Linked DNA regions of Mus musculus: all the other regions are linked to region 2. Evidence: chromatin contacts called from public HiChIP or PLAC-seq and promoter capture Hi-C data. All regions are on one chromosome and are shown on one strand. Each heading gives the region's core, a stretch centred on a gene start, on an enhancer-like site or on the middle of the called end of the contact. The rest is flanking DNA. Distances are from core to core; before and after follow the strand shown.

The links. Promoter capture Hi-C pulls out the DNA fragments that hold promoters and counts their contacts. HiChIP or PLAC-seq counts read pairs in DNA pulled down with a chosen protein or histone mark. Capture Hi-C pulls out chosen DNA fragments and counts their contacts.
Region 1: an H3K27ac HiChIP or PLAC-seq map of embryonic stem cells shows a contact between it and region 2, with 5 times the contacts expected there. The contact joins the promoter of Dpy30 here to the promoter of Wdr43 in region 2. A contact is called at or near these places in 5 of 39 promoter capture datasets (cranial neural crest, embryonic stem cells, hippocampal neurons and 2 more) and 1 of 115 datasets of contacts at active chromatin or transcription factors (embryonic stem cells).
Region 3: a promoter capture Hi-C map of liver shows a contact between it and region 2, with 4 times the contacts expected there. The contact joins the promoter of Memo1 here to the promoter of Wdr43 in region 2. A contact is called at or near these places in 1 of 39 promoter capture datasets (hippocampal neurons), 1 of 115 datasets of contacts at active chromatin or transcription factors (embryonic forebrain) and 1 of 9 other capture datasets (liver).
Region 4: a contact with region 2 is called in a promoter capture Hi-C map of adipose tissue. The contact joins the promoter of Nlrc4 here to the promoter of Wdr43 in region 2. A contact is called at or near these places in 1 of 39 promoter capture datasets (hippocampal neurons) and 1 of 9 other capture datasets (adipose tissue).
Region 5: a contact with region 2 is called in a promoter capture Hi-C map of embryonic stem cells, with 4 times the contacts expected there. The contact joins the promoter of Slc30a6 here to the promoter of Wdr43 in region 2. A contact is called at or near these places in 4 of 39 promoter capture datasets (cranial neural crest, embryonic stem cells, hippocampal neurons and 1 more) and 2 of 9 other capture datasets (adipose tissue and liver).
Region 6: a contact with region 2 is called in a promoter capture Hi-C map of liver, with 4 times the contacts expected there. The contact joins the promoter of Birc6 here to the promoter of Wdr43 in region 2. A contact is called at or near these places in 2 of 39 promoter capture datasets (liver and pre-B cells), 1 of 484 Hi-C or Micro-C datasets (CD8 T cells), 2 of 115 datasets of contacts at active chromatin or transcription factors (astrocytes and large pre-B cells) and 2 of 9 other capture datasets (adipose tissue and liver).
Region 7: a contact with region 2 is called in a promoter capture Hi-C map of embryonic stem cells, with 5 times the contacts expected there. The contact joins the promoter of Spast here to the promoter of Wdr43 in region 2. A contact is called at or near these places in 3 of 39 promoter capture datasets (embryonic stem cells, liver and pre-B cells), 1 of 115 datasets of contacts at active chromatin or transcription factors (large pre-B cells) and 1 of 9 other capture datasets (liver).

The regions. Positions count from the first base shown.
Region 1 is chr17:74,315,137-74,317,947 of GRCm38.p6, forward strand. Dpy30 (dpy-30, histone methyltransferase complex regulatory subunit) reads right to left here and starts at 1,297. Exons shown (of 5, transcript NM_001146223.1): 1 at 1,209-1,297; 2 at 908-980; 3 at 766-813. The coding sequence starts at 943.
Region 2 is chr17:71,614,719-71,617,572 of GRCm38.p6, forward strand. It overlaps Wdr43 (WD repeat domain 43), which reads left to right and starts at 1,497. Exons shown (of 18, transcript NM_175639.1): 1 at 1,497-1,767. The coding sequence starts at 1,543.
Region 3 is chr17:74,293,605-74,296,549 of GRCm38.p6, forward strand. Memo1 (mediator of cell motility 1) reads right to left here and starts at 1,259. Exons shown (of 9, transcript NM_133771.2): 1 at 1,088-1,259. The coding sequence starts at 1,148.
Region 4 is chr17:74,457,611-74,460,585 of GRCm38.p6, forward strand. Nlrc4 (NLR family, CARD domain containing 4) reads right to left here and starts at 1,498. Exons shown (of 9, transcript NM_001033367.3): 1 at 1,396-1,498.
Region 5 is chr17:74,394,070-74,396,888 of GRCm38.p6, forward strand. It overlaps Slc30a6 (solute carrier family 30 (zinc transporter), member 6), which reads left to right and starts at 1,539. Exons shown (of 14, transcript NM_144798.6): 1 at 1,539-1,599. The coding sequence starts at 1,597.
Region 6 is chr17:74,526,990-74,529,689 of GRCm38.p6, forward strand. Birc6 (baculoviral IAP repeat-containing 6) reads left to right here and starts at 1,306. Exons shown (of 73, transcript NM_007566.3): 1 at 1,306-1,812. The coding sequence starts at 1,479. It overlaps Gm31645 (a long non-coding RNA gene), which reads right to left and starts at 1,211. Exons shown (of 3, transcript XR_385765.4): 1 at 644-1,211.
Region 7 is chr17:74,337,636-74,340,335 of GRCm38.p6, forward strand. Spast (spastin) reads left to right here and starts at 1,352. Exons shown (of 17, transcript NM_001162870.1): 1 at 1,352-1,810. The coding sequence starts at 1,402.

The DNA.
Region 1 (2,811 bases), core at 47-2,546, 2.7 Mb after region 2:
GATCACACAAATATAAATACAATGCAATCCTTTTGTAAGAGTCAGTTCTAGGTCAGGCAGGACTGCTCAGTGTGTAAGGAGCTTGCTACCCCCACATCTAACCTGAGTTCCATCTCCAGAACCCACCTAAGGGTGGAAGCAAAAAACCTACTCTGTAAGGGTGCCCTCTGATCTCCACACACTAGTGCACATGCATGAGCGAGCGTGTGCATGCGCGCACACACCCACAAGTAATAATAATAATAATAATAATAAAATAAAAAAGAAAACATGTCTAAGCTTACTTTCCGCTGACCTTGAACAAGTTACTCAACTTTAAGCATTCTGGAGCTGAAGATACATTCAAATTAGCCTGGTATATATCTCACAAACAGCAAAGTGTTGAATAAATTCTAACACCTGTTTGTACAACTTCTTGGAAACGTGGTCCTGCCCTTTTTTTTTTTTTTTTTTTTTTAAACCAGAACTTAATCCCTCGAGTCTCCCATTCACACACAAATTTTCTCCGGGAAGCCTCCATTTTCCTAACCAAACCTTCCCAGCTCTGGTTCCGGGATCATCTAATCTTTCATTTACAAAGTACCTTTATTTTTAGCCAAGTATTAGCATGCTAGTAAAAAGAAGCCACTTATAATCTGATACTACGGAGAGATCGCGGCAGCAAAGAGTTCCCTCGTGCAGAGTAGCCTAGTAAACCGATCCTAAGTTTTCTCCAGCTCTCAAGAGACCCATAGATGCATGCGGCAGAGAAACTGAGCGAGTTACCTCAACGCTGTCTGTGAGCCCGTACTCAGAGTGAGGGTTTTCTGCAACCTAGAAAACAAAATACAGTCACAGAGAGAGACATCCGCCCGTCCCGCGCTGCCTCCCCGCACACCGCCACCCTGAACCCAGGGCCTCCTGGTACCTGTGTCTGTCCCTCCAGCATCTGCTCCGACTCCATGGCGGACCCTGCAAACCGCAATCAACCGGATACCAGTCTTGCAAAACAAGAAGAGCCGCGAGTTAGTTACCCGGGAGATTTCAAGTGGAAGACGCCAGGACCCGGTGCGGTGCAGCCCAGCCCGGGACCCCGCCCCTCACCCCCGCGGGCAGCAGACGCGCGGGCTGGGTCGGGCCACCGACTGGCCGTCCTCGTCGCATCGCGAGGCTCGGAGGTCGTCCCAAGGATGTAGCGGTGGGAGGAGGAGGACAGGGAAGCTGATTACCCGCGCCAAGGCTGTCGGTTCCTAAGTGCCCTGCACGGCGCCACCGACTCACAGCGCGAACCGCTTCGGCCGTAAGTGAGGGACGTCGCGCTGCCGCCGCGCCTGCGCAGAGCGGCCCCGCGGGCAGAAGTGCCCGAGCCCGCCTAAGTGGGCCTACGCCTCTGCGGTGCGCGGGGTGCCTGGCCACCTGCCGGCTCCACCCTGCCGTAGATCTTTCTCCTTTAGACAGTCCTTCGTGGCACCTGGAAGTGACGGTCCCCGAGGAACCGAGGCCACTCACTTGCTGAGCGATTCTTGCTCAGGCTTTACTAGGGGCTAGAGGGCATCCAGCGGTTGATTACTTGGCTAATCTTACAGGCGACTTAGGTTTGGTCTCCACCGCCCACATGGTGGCTCACAACTATCCCTAACTCCGGTTCCGGGGAGCTGACTCTCTCTTTTTATCTACGCAGGCACGAGGCACGCGTGTGCTCCGCGCACATTCAGGCAAAACACGCATATATACGTATACATACACACATATATAATTTTTTTAAGGCCAAAGGGAAACAAGGAGGAGTGTTTGGGAATTCTTGGGCGGCTTTTATTCAAGCCCTGCAGTCTATGAGGATACCACGTTCACACTATTCTACATTTATGTCTAGATTAGTTTTTTTTTTTTTTTTTAATTACTTTCCAGGGATAAGGAGTTCAGCTCATGGTCGAGCGCTTTCCTGGGATAACCAAGGATCTTGGTTCAATTTCTACAGAAGAAATGGCTTTCCAGACTGTAGTATTATGGATTCCAACCTGGGTTGTGTTTGCTTGTTTTTACATTTTAAAGCCAGGTGTCTGAAATCCCAGCATTTGGCTGACTGAGGTAAAGAGGGTCAAACGCCAGCCAGAGCTTCCTGAACGGGAGTTCCAGGAGAGCCTGCTTTCCTGTAATTATTGTAACTGTTGATGGATTAGGATTTCAAGGGTATGGAGAGGTTGGAATGCTGCAAATCTAGAGACACTAGTTAGTTGTCTTGAACCTAGTTAGCTCCCTAAATAGCCTTTAATACCCACCTCTGTCAGGGACCTAACTTCTTTACTAATACTTCTTACTAGTGAGTTTCTTGGAATGTTCAGACTCCTAGCTAACACCAAAATGTTTCCAAAAAGCCTTCAGTTGGCAGGGCAGTGGTGCTGCATGCCTTTAATCCCAGCATTTGGGAGGCAGAGGCAGGTGGATTTCTGAGTTAGAGGCCAGCCTGGTCTACAGAGTGAGTTCCAGGACAGCCAGGGATACACAGAGAAACCCTGTCTCAAGAAAAAGAAGGAGAGGGGGAGGGGGAGAAGAAGAAAAGAAGAAGAAGAAGAAGAAGAAGAAGAAGAAGAAGAAGAAGAAGAAGCCTTCAGCTGTCCCTACAATGATTATAGCTAAGATTTCCAGACTTTCCTACAACCCACACACCTAATGTACTTGAAAAGAGCTTTTGTGCTTGGTGTGGTGGTGAGAAAAGAGATGGTTTAGTCACTTTAAAAACAAAAACAAAAACAAAAACTTACTGCTCTTCCAGAGTTCAGTTCCCAGGCACACACCAGAAGTCCAACAACCACCCAGAACTCCCGAGATCTG
Region 2 (2,854 bases), core at 247-2,746:
AGGACCCAAGGGGGATGACTTTAGCTGAATTACCCAACAAAGGGGAGAGAGAACCTGTATCCAGAGGTTAGGCACGGTCCCTGGTTGAGAGATGGGGCCATTAACCCTTCTCAAAATTTTAACCCAGAATTGCTCCTGTTTAAAGGAAATACATGGACAAAGAGTGGAGCAGAGACTAAAGGAAAGGCCTTCCAGAGACTGCCCCACCTGGAGATCCATCCCATATACAGCCACCAAACCTAAATACTATTGCTGATGCCAGGAAGTGCTTGCTGATAGGAGCCTGATATGGATGTCTCCTGAGAGGCTCTTGCAGCCCCATTGGAAGAACAACATCAACCAACCAGTACCATCAGAGCTCCCAGAGACTAAACCATCAACCAAAGAGTACACAGGAGGGACCCATGGCTCCAGCTGCATATGTAGCAGAGGATGGCCTTGTTTGTCGTCAAAGGGAGTGGAGGCCCTTGGTCCTGTGAAGACATGATGCCCCGGCGTAGGGGAATGCTAGAGTGGTGGGGCGGGAGTGTGCATGTGGGTGAGGAAGCAGCCTGGGGGAGGTGGGTAGGATGGGGGTTCTAGGAGAGGAAACCCGGGGGGGGGGTAACATTTGAAATTTAAATAAACAAAATAACCAATAATTAAAAAAAAAGAACCAATAAAATAAGGAAAAAATTTCTTCTATCTATCTATCATTTATCTTTTGGAGACAGTTTCCCTATAGTCCTCGATGTTATAGAATTCAGTTTCTAGACCGTGCCTGCGTCTGCCTCAGATAGAGTGCTGGGATTAAAAGGCACACATCCAGATGGGAATATATGTTTGGTTTCTCTTTTCTTTTTTTTTTTTTTTCTTTTGTGTGTGTGTGTGTGTGTGTGTGTGTGTTGTTTTTTGTTTTTTGAGACAGGGTTTCTCTGTATAGCCCTGGCTGTCCTGGAACTCACTCTGTAGACCAGGCTGGCCTCGAACTCAAAAATCCGCCTGCCTCTGCCTCCCAAGTGCTGGGATTAAAGGCGTGAGGCACCACCGCCCGGATTCTTTATTTACACCCAACTTGACCTCCTCTCTTGTCCAATAGTATCTCTGTGTGTTAACACAGATAAAAGAGGCATCTTGTTTCTTCAAGCCCCAACTCTAACTTTGATAGAACTATGATTGGATAATTATTGTACGTACATGGCCACGTCCTCGAAGAGACTAAAGAAACATGGAAACAGCTGTTACAATCTCGGAGATGTAAGTAAATATTTCTTTTAAACATTTCGTCTAGTTGTTTCATAGGACGTAGTTTTAAAAGAAGGATCTGGCTCGGTAGTATGCAAATCACTTCCCCTCGCGCTTCCTTCGCAGGACAAGTTAAGAAGGACCCCACTGAGCCACCGTCCACAGGGTGGGCCCGGCTAAACGCTGGCCTGCGTCACGACCAGCCACTTCTTGGGCTCTCAGCGTTCCCTCCGCCCCACTTCCTCCCTGCAGGCCCCACCCCGCGCCGGTGCGCCTGCGCCCGGGCGAACACGTGGCTGCCGCGGAGCCAGAGCAGCAATGGCGGCCGGAGGCGGCGGTAGCTACGACCCCTTGGCCCCGGCGGGGGTCCCCTGCGCCTTCTCGCCGGACAGTCAAGCCTACTTCGCTTTAGCCTCTAGTGACGGTCAGCTGCGAGTATGGGAGACCGCCAACAACCGGCTGCACCAGGAGTACGTGCCTTCCGCGCACCTCAGCGGTACCTGCACCTGCCTGGCCTGGGCGCCAGCACGGCTGCAGGCCAAGGTAGGATGAGCGGGGACGGCGACGGGGACGGGGACCTCCTGCCGGGCTGCGGCATCCCGGGCCGGGCGGCGAGGCGCGTGGCACCCCTGGCGCGCGTGGCCCGGGGCGTCCCGGGAGAGAGGAGGCGCGGAGCCGGGCCGGCGGCGCGCTTGGGCCGGCGCCGCGGCTGCAAAGTGCGGCCTGGCCCGAGGGGGGCTGCGGGAGGGTGCGGCCCGATCCCGCGGTCTCCACGAGGTCTGCACCCCGGCTGCTTCTGGGCCGCCATGTTCATCGAAGCCTCTGCTCCCCCGGGGGGCGGCCTCAGACTTCCCAGGCCTGGGTCCCCATCAGAGCTACCCGGTGCGCACTTTAGGACCGTCTCGCGCTTCCGCATCCCGGACCCCGGTATTGGTTTTGCTTTGGGCACTTGGAATGCGCACGTCTAGGTTAAGTTCCTTCCGGGAGCCCCTTCCCTCGGCTCGGATGCGTGTTCAACACGTGTTCCCTTCTGCCTCTAGGTTGTGGGATTCGTCGTCCCACAAACTCTTTTCCATTTCTAAGTTCCCTTCTTTCTCAGCGGAGGTACAGTGAAATAGAGTAGGGCATATGATGTAGGTCCTGGTGATTTTTTTTTTTTCTCTCGTAGTTGGGAAACTGCTTAGTTAGGGAATCCTTTTCGCTGTCAGGTAAATGCTGCTCACTGTTGACTCACCCGGTTAGATCTCGGCACGCACGTGGTTAGGCAGTCGGCAGGCAAAAATCTGGAACCGGTGTAAAAGGTATCCTAAAATATGTGACGTTTTGCTGTCACTGATGTTAAAGTTGTTGGGATAGCTTACTCCTTCCCATCCCAAGAGTAAACTTTCACATAAATTTATTTTATCTAAGTTGCTATACTCTGTGTGACAGTGGTTAGCTACTTACCGGATTCCAGCTTTTCTTGGTGACAAAGAGCAGATATGAGGCCCTATAAGTCAAACATAATCAGATTTGTGAAAGTTATGTAATTGTCAGCATTAGAGCTGCTGCACTTTTTTTTTTAACTTTATACAGTTTTCTTTTTAACTTAACAGTCCTGTAAAGTGGTGAGAGTACTTACTAACACTCA
Region 3 (2,945 bases), core at 9-2,508, 2.7 Mb after region 2:
ATCTAACGCAAAAACTACAGCCACCTGTTAGCAGTAGTTCCAAACCCAACCATGTCATTCTTTTGTGTCTTAGCAGGGCAAATCCGCTGTGGACCAACAAGATGCATGTACTTCTGCAGCTGGTTGAACAATCTCAGGGAAAAAAAAAAAACTGCCTTCCAGATTTTCCGTTTTCCCAAAAGAATCATGTCACTATCCAACCCTAGTACTTGCAAAGGGAAATATGGTTAGGGCCAGTTGCTGAGAAGCACAGATGGCCTAGAGACCAACAGGAATCACGGAGGAACTTTTCTTTGTTACCAAAGCAGAAATGTGACCCCTGAAAATAATCTCAGAAAACAATCCTTGTGAAGAGAGTTGTACTGGAGGGAAACGGCCCTACCCTTTCTCACCCAAAGAACTACACATGGTTTTTTGAAGACAGTGCAGACAAAATTCTCTCAAAACGTAAGCTAAACTAGGCAGGTCGTCCAGCCCCGGCTCGGTGCTGAACACAGGATACCAAAGAGGTTGCTCAGGAAAAGTGCTGATGCCATCTCCAGCTGCCCCTAAATGACAGTAACAATGCAAACACTGACAAAAGACCTTGGAGGCCACCCAGAGCCCCTGCCTGGCAGCAGCTCTGCCCGAATCTCCACGTACAAAGCGACAAATCCCCCCGAGAGGCCCAGGTCTGACAGATCTTCCAAGCGAGAGAGACCAAGAGTAGCAACACGAGAGATAGGGTAGAAAAAGTACTGCCTGTCACTCCTTCCAGGGGCGCTGGGTGCCCCAAGGGTGGGAGCAAAAACTGCGGTCCCCTCGGCCAGCCTCTGGCAACGAGGACCGCGCCAACTCGTCCTTCCCCACCGCAGAGGCCGTCCGCGGAGCCGCGGAGCCCGCGCTCGCCCTGGCCGGGGCCGGCCGGCAACTCCTCGCCCAACTCCGCGGGCGCCAGGCCGCCTGCCCGAGCGCCGGGTGGGGGAGGCGGCGCGGCCCGGCCCCGATCCCTCGGCACGCGGTCAGCGCCCTCCGCCCGCCGCCCGAGTCCCCGCCCGCCGGGCCCCGGCTGCCCAGCTCGACCACCCCGGCGGCCTGGCGCCCTTACCTGAGGCGGTGTACCAGCTCCCGGCGTGGCTGGCTTCCCGGCAGACCACTCGGTTGGACATCTTGGTGCCTGTGCCGCCTATGGTGCACGAGGATGAATGAGGAGGCGGCGGCGGCGGCGGCTCCGCGAGGGGACGAGACGCCGCGGGCCCAGCCCAGGAGGAGGCGGCCGCGGGGAGGGGACCAGCCCGGCCCAGGAGGAGGAGGAGGAGGAGGAGGAAGAGGAGGAGATGGCAGCCAGGGCGGAGGGCGGCAACAATCACCACAAACTCCGCCGGCCGCCGGAAGATGGGGCCCACGGCGGCTTTACCCTAGCCGCGCGGCCGCGGAGTCGCCGCCGCCGCCGCCGCCCCTACCCCTGCCCGAGCTGCTTCCGCGAGCCGCCCCCCGGCCACGCCGCGCGCGGCCTGCCGAGCCTCCCGCTGACCCCACCCCCGTGACTCCGCGCCCTTCCCCACCGCCCCGCCCCGCCCCGCCCCCACCACCGAGGCCTCCCTCCCGCCGCGCGCCCGCCGGCCCCGCCCCGCCCCGCGCCTCCGCCCGCCGTGCCGCGCGCTCAACGGCGGAAGCGGGACCGGCCCCGCGCCATCCCGGGTCGGGAGGCCGCGAGCCGGAGGGCGGCGGCGATCGGTGCCACCTCCCCCCCAACACACACACACACAGCCCGGGGCCGGGGCCTGAACCCGGGAAAGGCAGAGCCTGGGGAGCCCACGCGTCCTTACTCGCCGCTCTACCGGGGCCGGCCCACTGAGCATGCCCAGCGCCGCGGCCGGGCCCGCCGAGGAGGCTCAGCGTGCACGCTCCGCTCTCCGGGGTTTAGCGCCAGCAGAGGCTGGGGGCAGGGCGCGGGGCGCAGGACGCAGCCGCGAGGCGGGGTGAGCCCCTTCCCCCCCCCCCCCCCCCAGCCGCCTGGCTTGTCCCCGTGCGCCGCTGGCTCAGCACACACAACACACACGCGATCGCTGCCTGCCGAGTCCCGTCGGGGTTCCCCCTTCCCCGGCGTCCTTGGTGGGGTTCCCACCCTCGGGGTATCGCCCAGGAATGCAAGTCTGGGGCCACGCCGCGAAGTTTCGCTGGCAGAGACATCGCGCTGCGAGGCGTACTGGGATGGGAGAATATGGGGGGGTGGAGGACCGACCCTGTCAAAATGTAACCTTCGCTTCCCAGGCTCGCCCCTTACGACCTAATGTCTTCGACACAGTTAAATTTACTAATTGTATTTTAGGTATAACTGCAATGTGGCAAAGATTGTCTCAGTTATTTCCTACTGTGTTAAATGGGGGTGACGTTCGTGAGGGAGGGGTACCAAGGATTATGAGTTAATGCGTATGAGGAACCAGACGGGGTAAGGAATACTACAAATGTCACCCTTCACTTATAAAATCCCAGTATTCCACGTAAGTATTCCACGCAGCAAAAGAATTCCTTTACCAGTTGGGTAGAATCACAAAGGAAGTGGTTTGTTTGGCTTTGAAGTGCTGGATTCCAAAACCCAGGAAGTGTAACAGTTCCCCAACTCCCAGAAAGTATTTGGGAAAGAAATCATACACCGGGTATATCTTAGTTTCACATTAAACTAGATCCTGGAGAAGTCCAAAGTAGATGTCTAGCTGCCTAACCAAGTTCGGCGTTCCTTAATGCTGTAACAGTATACTTTTTGTTTGGTTGGGGTTTTTGCCAAGTTCTCAAGTGTTATGAGAAAAGCTCTACAGTTAATTTCAATGGCAAGAAAAAGGTAAATTGCCGCTTTCTCCCAAGAGTTTGTGTTGCTTACCAAACTTAGCAAAGACCCTAATGAATAAAATACAACTTCTTGCGCCAGAGAAATGGCTCAGTGGTTAAAAAAATAAATAAATAAA
Region 4 (2,975 bases), core at 248-2,747, 2.8 Mb after region 2:
CTTTCTTATTTGAAACAAGGTCATACAGCATAGCCACGTCTGGCCTGGGACTCACTGTCTAGCTCAGTCTAGTCTCAGACTCATGGTAACGCTCTGGTCTTAGCCTTCTCAGTGTGAAGATGACTGCCATGAGCTCCCACATCCAGCTTAAGTGATAATGTTCTTTCAGATCGTGATGTGAGTTCCTCAGAAAACTGAAATCCTTCTTGACCTACGTCTCGTGTGTCACTCCCACAACTAGGGGGAAAGAACTCATATAATTGGCTACAGAAAGGCAGCATGTGTAAATTTTTTTCACATTGGTTGATTGGTGTGTGTGTGTGGGTGGGTGGGTGGGTGGGTGGGTAGGGGTGCTCGAGAGTGCCACGGCATTTGTGTAGAGATTAGAGAAAAACTAGCAAAAGTCAGTTCTCTCCTGGAATAATCTGTGTCCCAGGGATCAAACTCTGGTCAACAGGCTCGGCGACAAGTGCCCCTTCCCCCTGAGCATCTCCCCTGCCTCTGGATTATGCTTCCTTTGCTGAACTGTTAGCACTCACATCTGCTCCAAGCCTGGGACTATAGCGATGATTAACCAGGAAGACGGATGGAACAGAGGCCACCAGTCCCTGTGATTCATCTATCATTCCAGTATAAAAATGTCCTGATCTAGAATCTTCTTAGATCTCCTTTGGACACCCGCAGCTCACTGAATACTCTTAGTGCTATGTAAATAGTGTATGAAAATTGTCTATAGGCACAAGTGGGAGTAATGGGAGACTGGAAGAATAAAAGAGGTTAAGGGAAGTTAGGAGAGCCTGATTCCACCCCGGCAACGGGGTTATTAAGATGCTCTGAGATAAAGAATGGACACACCTTATCTGTTATCACACAACTCAAGTCTGTAAAGCACTTCCTAGACACACTGGGGCTGGAAACACCTCAGCACACAACGCAGGTCTGTAACACACTTTCTATAAGCATTCTTCCTATCCCCAAGAGGGACTTGCTTAACTTTTCTGTCCAAGTTCAAGTATCTTGTCAGAGGCTCAGGACACTGGACGGACCAAGCAGTCTCTCTCTCCCTCAGCTCTGGGTTTCCTTCCTGTGAGGCCAAAAAGCATTTTCTAAGTCTTTTTGTCTCCATAGTAAATACAAAGGCGTTCTCTAGGGCTCCAAATCCTTAACACCAACTCAGAAAAACGCAGCTAAACTCCAACAGACCAACCAGGCTAACCACCCGCCCCCAACACTGCCTACCCTCAAACCAAGTTTCCCTGCAGGCAAATCAGCCCAATGGGCAAACCATCCACTGCAGGACAACCTCACAGACACAGGCTTCAGTGGACCTAAATTCTAATTTCAGGATCTGACTCTAAAACTGATTTAAAAACCTATTCCCTCTCCCCGAGGTACCTGGCCAAGCAATCCAGTTGCCTTCGAAGGAAAAGTCGTCTTAAAAGTAATTTTCTTTCTTTCTTAATCCAAACTTCTTTGTCCATGAGAGACAACTGTAGAAAAAAGGAAGTGCCTGGTGGGTTCTTCTCTTGCTTAAGAACCATAATAATCGGGGTATTTACATAATTACGTAGCAAGAAAAAGGAGTGACTGAGTAGCCAGGAAGTAGGGACTTTGAACTTAGGCACTCTTTGCTTCCTGGTTATTCATGTGGTAAAGAGTTAACAACTGGGGCTGGAAGATGGCTCAGCCTTTAAGAGCACTGACTGCTCTTCCAGAGGTCCTGAGTTCAATTCCCAGTAACCACATGGTGTCTCACATCCATCTGTAATGGTATCTGATGCCCTCTTCTGGTGTGTCTGAAGACAGCAACAGTGTACTCATATACATTAAAAAAAAAATGAATAAATAAATCTTTAAAAGGTATGTTGCATTTAAAAAAAAAAAAAAAGAGTTAACAACTGTTTATTTCTCCAAGCAAAGGGAATGAGAAAGCTTTGAATGACAAGGCCCAGGAAGACAGGGTACTCAAAGTTCAAAAGCAGCAACTGTTCCATGAAGGTTGTGTGTGTGCGTGTGCGTGTGTGCGTGTGTGTGTGTGTGTGTGTGTGTGTGTGTGTGTTATTCTGTTTTGTTTTGTTTTGGGACAGACTCTTTTTACGTACCCTTGGCTACCCTGGTACTCCCAGTATAGATCAGGCTACCTTGAACCCCACAGAGACCCACCTGACTCTGCCTCCTGAGTGCTTAGATTAAAGGCACATCACTACTTAGTTTCAGGAAGCTTTTATATTAACAGGACAACAACAACAAAAAAGTCATCAATCAACATAATTTCAAATACATTGGTGGAAACATTGGGTAGGCAGGTTGTAGCAAAGAAAAGAAAGCCTTGGTAAAGACTCCAGATCTGAGGCCATCTTGAGCCATCTGGGTTGTTATGAGCTGGTACCCAGCTTTGTTAATAAATCCCACAGGTTTTTGCCCGATAGGTCAGACACAGAAGTGGATAATAAAGAAGTTCAAAGGGGCTGGAGAGATGGCTCAGTGGTTAAGAGCACTGACTGCTCTGCTAGAGGTCCTGAGTTCAATTCCCAGTAACCATATGGTGGCTCACAACCATCTGTAATGAGATCCGATGCTCTCTTCTAGTGTGTCTCTGAAGGCAGCTGCAGTGTACTCATGTAAATAAAAATCTTTAAAAAAAAAGTTCTAATCAGTTGATCAGCTTCTGTCTGGACTCTTAATTCTGGTATTTTAGACACTCAGTATGGTTTTTGCATGTCTTGTCTTATCTTGGACTTCTGATCCTCCTGCCTCTGCCTTCTAAGAAGATTGTGGGCATGAGCCACTATGCCTCACTCGGTTTTTTCATAATGAATGGGGATTAAGAGGTGGACAGAGAAAAGATGGAAAGTGAAATGTTCTGGTTTGGTTGGTTCAAGCATACTGTCACTGAGGACAGAGGCAAACAAACTTATCTCTGTACCTTGGTTTCCAGCAAAGCTGTACTCTCAGTCACTGGGGTCGGGGCAAGT
Region 5 (2,819 bases), core at 289-2,788, 2.8 Mb after region 2:
CCTAGCACATTACCTTAGTTTTGACATTCTACTTACAAATAACTGAATTTTTTTTCTTCTTGCATGTGTCTCTTACTAGGATACAATTTCACTAAGATCAGTGCCTAGAAGATAAGATCTGCAAATACAATCTTTATAGGCTACAATGACTGTGCAAGAAAGAAACTGTAGAGATTTAAAACTCTGTTATGGGATAAAGCCAAGTATTTTCAGTTCAAAGTCAGCTATTCTGAGTTCCACACTAGCTTATGAAACATATAAGACTTAAGGCATGCTTCAGATTTTTAAAAATATTTTATTCTTGGACAGTTTCCTGGTATATAATAAATTTTAGTCCTTGTCTCACCCTTCCTTCTCCCCCACCCCCCACCCCCGAAAGTATTCTCCCTAAGAAATCCCTCTCTTATTGTTCTGTCTTTTTGGTACTTTACGTAGTGAAGTGTGACTTGAATTCAGTGTCCTGCCACAGCTTCCCAAGACAGGCACCATATACAAAACAGTGGACTCCAGCTACAAGTGCTTATTTTTTCCTTAAATTTGAGATGCTCTCACTAACTGGGGAGGCTGACAGTGACCTACTCTAAACCCCAAGTATGCTTGAACTGAATATTTCTACCTCAGCTACCAAATCTATAGGGTTACAGGTTTGCACCCAGTTTAGGCAATTGAACCCTTGTGTGTCATGCCTAAGGGCTCTACCACCTGGTGGTGGTGTCAGATCCTCTTAAACTGCAGTAGCCACTTGGATGACTGGAGTCAGGAAAAGCCATCACCTCTTTTCATTCATTCATTCATTCATTCATTCACTCACTCACTCACTCACTCACTCACTCACTCACTCGTTCGTTTTGGTTTTGAGACAGTTTTGCTGTGTAGTGTAGTCTTCCTGCCTCAGCCTCCAGCGTTAGAATAGTACGCAGGCGATGCTGCACCCTGACCGGTGACGTGCACCAGTAAAGTGCTCGTGGAGGCCAGAGAACAACCTTATACTTAAGGTTGACGTTCACCTGGGTTTTTGAAATCGAGTCACTAAGGATATGCCTGCCTCTGCTTTCCTGAGTGCTGAGATCAAACAGGTGTGGCCATCGTGACGGCGTAGGTTCTTGTGATTTAACTCGAATCCTTGTGTTCTTAAGCCAAGCGTTTTCTGCGACATTATTTTTAATGAAACAGTTGGGAATTTGATAAATGTATTTTTAACATAGGCTGAGTCTACCTCGAGGAGCCTGACCTCGAAATCAGCGAGACTTGCCCGGCCTTACTGTGACATTTCTTAATGTTCCTGCTTCTTCATTTTTAAAACAGGAGTATAAACTGTAATAAACTCACACTCTGGTAGAAGACTTTGAACAGACCTCAAAGTTCCTCCCAAGGTGATAAATGCCCACCCTTTCCCTGGGCGAGCAGCCCCGCCCAGAGCAGCTCTAATCCGCCCACTTCCCAGGCGGCGGAGAACAAAAAGACGGCGACCTAGGGTACATGCGCAGTCCCGCCCCCTCGCCCTGCAACCAATCGGATTCTGAAGGCCCGCCCCTTCCGCTTGAGAAATGCGACTTCTCAGAGCGTCTTCCGGCGGGAGCTGTACGGCTCCTTACCATGGTGAGTTGGCCGTGGGGTGTGCGGGATTCTTGCGGGATGTTTCCCTCCTGCTTCCTCGCTCGAGCGCCCTGCTGTACCGCAGCTGCTCGGAACCGCGTGGTCGGGCCTGCGCTGGGGTTCCCAGCGCTCGGGTTCTTGAAGGGTTCCTGCTCTGTGCCTCTACAGCTGGGAAATGCCAGATTTGCCTAATGTTAAAATTAAAGCTTCCTCTGAGAACAAGTGAACGCCATCAGCGACTTGAGGCTTGCGTGGGGCTTTCTAGGGCGTGTTCACTCGTTTGCTTTTCAGTGTTTGAATAGCTCGGCACTGAGCAGCGGCTACAGAAAGGGTTAGTGGAGCAGCTCGGGAAAGGTTCTAGTATACGCTATGGTTGTTGGAATGTCAGGTTTTTCCTAAAAATTATTGAGTTAATTATTAAGCTGAGTGTTTTGGCACATGCCTTTGGCCTACAACTCAGGAAACTGAGGCAGGAGGATTGCACTTCGAAGTTCACCCTGAGTTAAATAGAGACTCTGACCCGAAAAAAAAAAACAAAAAAACCCCATAATCTAAAACCAAACAACAAAACGCGTAAGTCAAACATAATTATCTCAGTATTCTGTAAAGGTGAACGGGTGGTTGCGTTTTCAGATGTCAGAGTGCTGACCGCCCTTTGAAACGATCACAAAAACTCATTGAGCCCTTACTGGTAACTTACATACGACAATGACATATTTGTGTTCTTACTGTTGCCACCATAAAGTTTCCTTCTTTGGAGGCCAGCCTGGTCTACAAAGTGAGTTCCAGGACAGCCAGGGCTATACAGAGAAACCCTGTCTCGAAAAAAACGAAAAACCAAAACATTAAAATATTATATATTAAAATGTCTAATGAAGATCTGTAAAAGAATTCACCGTATTCTTTTAAATTGTGTGGTTATGTGCACGTGGGTGCAGCTGTGGGAGAAAGCCAGAGACATTAGATCCCTGGAGCTGGAGTTACAGGGAGCTGTGAGCAGATGTGGATGCTAGGAGTCAAGCTTAGGTCCTCTGGAAGAACAGCCTGTGTTCTCAAGTACTGAGCCATCTCTCTGGTTCCCAGATTTTTTTTTTTTTTTAAATTTTGTGTATGGATGTTTGTCTGCCTGTTTCTTGGTGCACAAAGTACGTGTCTGGTGCCCGGGGAAGTAAAATGAGGGTGTTGAATCTCCTGGGAGTGGAGTTACAGACAACTGTGAGTGC
Region 6 (2,700 bases), core at 56-2,555, 2.9 Mb after region 2:
TCTTGTTAAATAGCGCAGGCTTGCCCAGAATTCTTAGCATTACTGTTTCAGACTGGGATTCTAGGTATGCGAGACCACACCCAGGCACCGCTACACTGTAACTACAAGTGACTGACTGACAAGTAACTGTTTCAACATAAAGTTTAAGAAAGATGTTCTTTCAAATCTAACGAAGGAGGATACTCCACTGTTACAGCAAATCTCTCCAACCCAATTATGCTCTGGCAATGAAAACACGACACAATTAGTATGAATACATGCTGTGCGCCTAGATTGGGCAGATCTACAACCACTACACTACCATCTTCCACATCTATGAGACCACTTAGAACTTGCGTTTTCTCCAGGCCATGTTCTTCTGTTCTGCTTTTCTTCTTCCTCCTCCTCTGCCTTCTCTGTCTCAAACCTCCTTCCTTTCTTTCCACTCCACTTTCCCTTTCTCTGCCCAATCATCAGCTTTCCTTTATTTTACAAATTAAGGTGGGAAGGTTTACAAGAAATCACCTAAGTGCTGACTCATTCCTTGTTCACAACTCCTCACAGGAGAACAGAATTGACATCAAATATAATTAGCCCCAGGGCAATCCACAACACCCCACCAAAAATCATGTAAATCCTTTGCAATGAGCTACACTAGGCTGACCTGTAATGTGTCCAGCACCTCATTAATGAGCATGTCTGTTTATTAAAAGATTTGGAACTATCGCTTCTCAGTCTTCTAAGATCAAGTGTAAAAAAAATCTGAAACTAGGGCAGGCGTCGTAAAAAAAAAATCAGGTTCAGTTCCAATGAAGAGGCTTGTCAGAGTGTGCAATGATAGAGGCCTACTTCCGGATCTCGCCTCCACCCCGCAACGCCCTCCTCCTCTGCCCCGTGCTGGGAACCGCTGGGAATCAGCCGCCCTGGCCACGAAGGGGCCTCTGGGCGTACCAGACAAGTCGCGCGGGCTCGGGTTTGCCTAGCGGAAATGCACAGGGCCCAGCACCACCCTCCCTGCCACGCGCAGGGCGGAACTCCCGCCGATACCACTCCCGGGGCTCGAAGGAAGAAACTGGGACGTTGAGGACGCAGGGCTGGCTGGAGCAGCAGCGCGTGGCACGCGCCTAGTCCTACCACGCATGCTCCGCGCTTGAAAAAAAAAAGTTTCAGCCCCGCCCCCTTCTTCTTCTGAGGCCCGCCTACCGGGCCCTGGGAGCTCTTCTGCGCATGCTTACTAGGCCAGGTCCCGCCCCTGCCCCGCCTTTTCTGTGCCTTCGGAAGTTCCTTATTAGCTTCCCTCTGCTCTGGCTAGATCGGCACTCCCGCGCATGCTCCACCCCCTGGGCTCCGGCCCCTCCTTTGGTGCGGCCCTCTCTCCCCTCCCCCGCCAGCCTGCGAGCTCGCTTGGCCTGGCCGGCCTGGCGGGCGACGTTCCCTGTGCGTGCAGGCGCTTGACTTCACTTCCGGCTAACGCGCTCCGCTTTGCCCCCTGGCCCCGGATGGTGACTGGCTGTGGTGCTGCACCTCCCGGGACTGTCACTGAGCGGCTTCCCAGTGTGATTGTGCTGAGCGCAGGCCGGAAGATGGCGGCTGCGGCTGCGGAGGCCTCGGGCCCGAGCTGCTCCTCCGCGGCGGCGGCGGCAGGGGCGGGGGCGGCCGGGGTCTCCGAGTGGCTGGTGCTGCGGGATGGCTGCATGCGCTGCGACGCCGACGGGCTGCACAGCCTCTCCTACCACCCGGCGCTTAACGCCATCCTGGCCGTCACCAGCCGCGGGACCATCAAAGTCATCGACGGCACGTCCGGGGCCACCCTTCAGGCCTCGGCGCTCAGCGGTGAGCGCGGCACGCCGGGCGGGGGCTGGGCTGGGCCGGCCGCGGGCGGAGACGGGTTGTGGGGATGCTGGTGGAGGAAGCCTCCCAGCCTCCGGGATCGGGATCGGCCTCGGAGGGACAGCGTGGAGCGGGAGGGTCGGAGAGGCCCGGAAGCTACGGCCGAGGACCTTCGGACTCGGAAAGCAGCAGCTTTTGGGGACGGGAACTCGGTTTGGCGGGGTGCGCTGCGAGTTGCTTTTCGGGCCTTTTGCATCTGAACCGGCCTGGTCCTGTGGGAGAGATGTGGAGGCCTTGGAGGTCGGTGCTGGTGAGGACCGGGCCCTCGCTGGCCTCTTGGACGAGATTTTGGGCTAGCTCCGGGCTGGACCAGAGGGAAGGGCTGGCAGTCTTGGCGGTGGCGGGAGAGATGGGTGGCCGGAGGCAAGGGGCGGGAAGCGTCCAAGCCGGCTGTCTTGCCCTCTTTTCCCGGCGAGTAGCGGCCCGCCGGTTGTCGTCTGGTCCTGTAGGTGCGGGGACCTCCGAGGGTTGCGCTTTCGCACAGGGGGCGGGCTGGAGTGGGCACTGGGATGGGGAGGTCAGTAGGAGAGGGAAGGCCAGCTGCCTGAACTGTGCTTGCTGGACTATGGGACTCGCAGAGTGCAAAAAAAAAAAAAAAAAAAAAAAAGAAAAAAAAAAGGTTAGTATCGGTCCTCTAGCTCTGAGTGCTCCCTCCTTCCAGTGTCAAGAAGCCTAGGCCCCTTGTAATTAGGTGGAACTTCAAGCCCTTTCAACTTGTTTTAGCATAGAGAGCTAGAGATTGGTAGTTGTAAGTATGTCTGGGTCTCCTCCACCTTGGAAGGAGAGCACTTGGGTGGTGGAGACGTTGGTTCACATATTGGACTTTCAGGA
Region 7 (2,700 bases), core at 102-2,601, 2.7 Mb after region 2:
AGAGGGGGTGGTTTTGTTTGTTTGTTTTTAAAGACAGGGATGAGGGGAGGGGGATGGGCGAGGGAGGGAGAAAGAGGAAAGACTGAATAGTTTATTGGATAGGCAATATAGTCTAGGAATCCAAAAACTCTGGGAATACAGATGGCATCGACTGGCTCTTAGAGCTTTTGATTTCAACTAACTTCTATTTCCAGATGCCAGTTCGCAGGAGTCTGACTGGCCCACGGTTTGTTTTCCTCTATGTGATCCAGGATCTGTAGAACAACTGCTGATCATTAGAATATGGGAAATATTGAGTAGATAGATAGTCTACCAAAGGAAGAAATGGTGAAGACATATACACACATCCACGTGCACACACAGATAGTATGGATTCTACCAAGTATGGTAACTAGGCAAAACCCAAGAATGACTGCATTCACATAACTAATCCTGAGATAACACAAACGTGTAATAGGTTAGTTGAAAGTAGGGTTCGTGGTCCTCGTGGTAATAAAGTTTTCCCTTTAGGATGTCTTGAACTTTGTCTCTGCAACTTGTTTCCCTCTCAGCTAACATACCCAAATTGCTACACACTGCCTCTGATACGAAACTCAGATCAGCCATCCTTTGCAAAAGACCTATTGGCTCAACCAGCAGAAAACAAAGATATATAAAGCAATAGGAGTGATGATGCACACCTGTAATCCTAGTTTTGGGGAGACGGAGGCAGAAAGATCAGGAGTTGAAGGCCTCCTTCCTCAGCTACAAGAGGAGTTGGAGGTCAGCATCTCACACAAAGGCAAACAACCGCACTGCGAGACAGCAGACCTGAGCACTAGTAAAGCCACTCAAACGCTGTTAACCCCCATTTAAAAATTTATTATCAAAGCTCCCTATTCCGATTCTTCAAAAGTCGAAGAACCTGCGGAGCGACGAACCCCTGGGACCATCGCAAGCCGAACCGCGCCTACAGAACTGAGGTTCCCAGAGAAAGGGGCATAGCAGGGGCGTGGGGGGTAGGAGGATGCCGCACATGCGCACAAGCTCCCAGGTCAACAAAGACGGCGGCGTACGCGCGCGCACCAGAGCCATTCACCGAGGACGTGCGCGTGCCCGGCCGCCGCAGCGAGGTGCCAGCGGCCCAGGGGACAGAAGGAAAGGAGGGGCAGGAGCCACCGGCCGCGGCGGGAGGAGGAGGAGGAGGAGGAGGAGACGGGGTTGTGCTCCTGGGCAGCTGAGGAGCGAGGGGCGGGGCCGGCGAGCGGCGCGTGCAGGTGCCAGGCTCCCGGGCTCCGGCTGGCGCGCGAGCGGCTCCGTGGGCCCCCGCCGCCGCAGTGGCAGTGGCCGCCGCCGCCGCCGCTTGGTCGCCGTCGGTCTGCGGGAAGCGGGTTATGGCGGCGGCGGCAGTGGGAGCTGTGAATGAGTTCTCCGGCCGGACGACGGAAGAAGAAAGGCTCGGGCGGCGCGAGCCCGGCGCCCGCCAGGCCTCCGCCCCCCGCCGCGGTCCCCGCCCCTGCCGCCGGCCCGGCCCCTGCGGCCGGCTCGCCGCCTAAGCGGAACCCGTCTTCTTTCTCGTCCCCGCTGGTCGTCGGCTTCGCCCTGCTGCGCCTGCTGGCCTGCCACCTGGGGCTCCTCTTCGCGTGGCTCTGCCAGCGCTTCTCCCGCGCCCTCATGGCCGCCAAGAGGAGCTCCGGGACCGCGCCGGCGCCCGCCTCGCCCTCGCCCCCAGAGCCCGGACCGGGTGGCGAGGCCGAGAGCGTCCGCGTCTTCCACAAGCAGGCCTTCGAGTACATCTCCATTGCCCTGCGCATCGACGAGGAAGAGAAAGGTACTACTGGGGGGCTGGAGGGAGGCCGGCGGGCTGGCCGGGGCGGGCGGCCCTGGGAGGACGCCACTTGCGTCCCTTTCCTGCACCCCCGGAGTTGATCTGCCTCGGGAGTCCGAGTCCCCACAGGCCAGATCCTGCTGTGCGACGCCTAGTTAGTTGATCCTCACCCCTTTCAGGGCGCCCTGACTCGACTTTGTTTCAGCACCCCCACACTTGTGCATGACCCAAGTCCCCGTGAGACACCCAGGCGTGCTGGTGACAGTGACAGTTGGCCTAGAGTGACCGACCACACGGGATTCTTTCTAACACTGTAAACAGTGTTGCTTTCTCTGAGCTGGGCTTCCAAAAGGTTTTGGTATCGAAACAGCTGTGTATAAACTTCATTGAGAAGGGTTCTGTAGTGTTTGGAGAGGAAAAAAAAAAGGGGGGGGTTGACTTGGATTTGAAAGGAGTAGTAGCTCCTTATACTTAGAGCCGGATTTGCCATATTCTGAAGTTTCATGAATTATTTTTACCAATATAGTGAGTCTTGAAGATTTCTTTTTTATTGAGCTGTATTTCAACCGCTAGTTGCTTTAGTTTTTACTATTTTGTTATTTTTATTTTATTCCAAGGCACTCTCGAGTTTCTAAATTTTAATGTTAAAAATATTAAATGAATGAGTTGGGTAAACAGGCATATATCATTCTACCATAGAAGATAAAACAAACGCTCCTGCCTCGCAGTGAAGGCAGGAATACTGCATACTTCAGGTTTCCTTCAAGCAACATCTTTTCTTCGCCTTTCTGTGTGGCAGGCATTGTCAATTCATTTTGCATGTGTCTTTGATCCTCACAATAATTCTGAGGTCAGAGTACTATCAGTACAGGTCTTTTACAGATGAAATTACT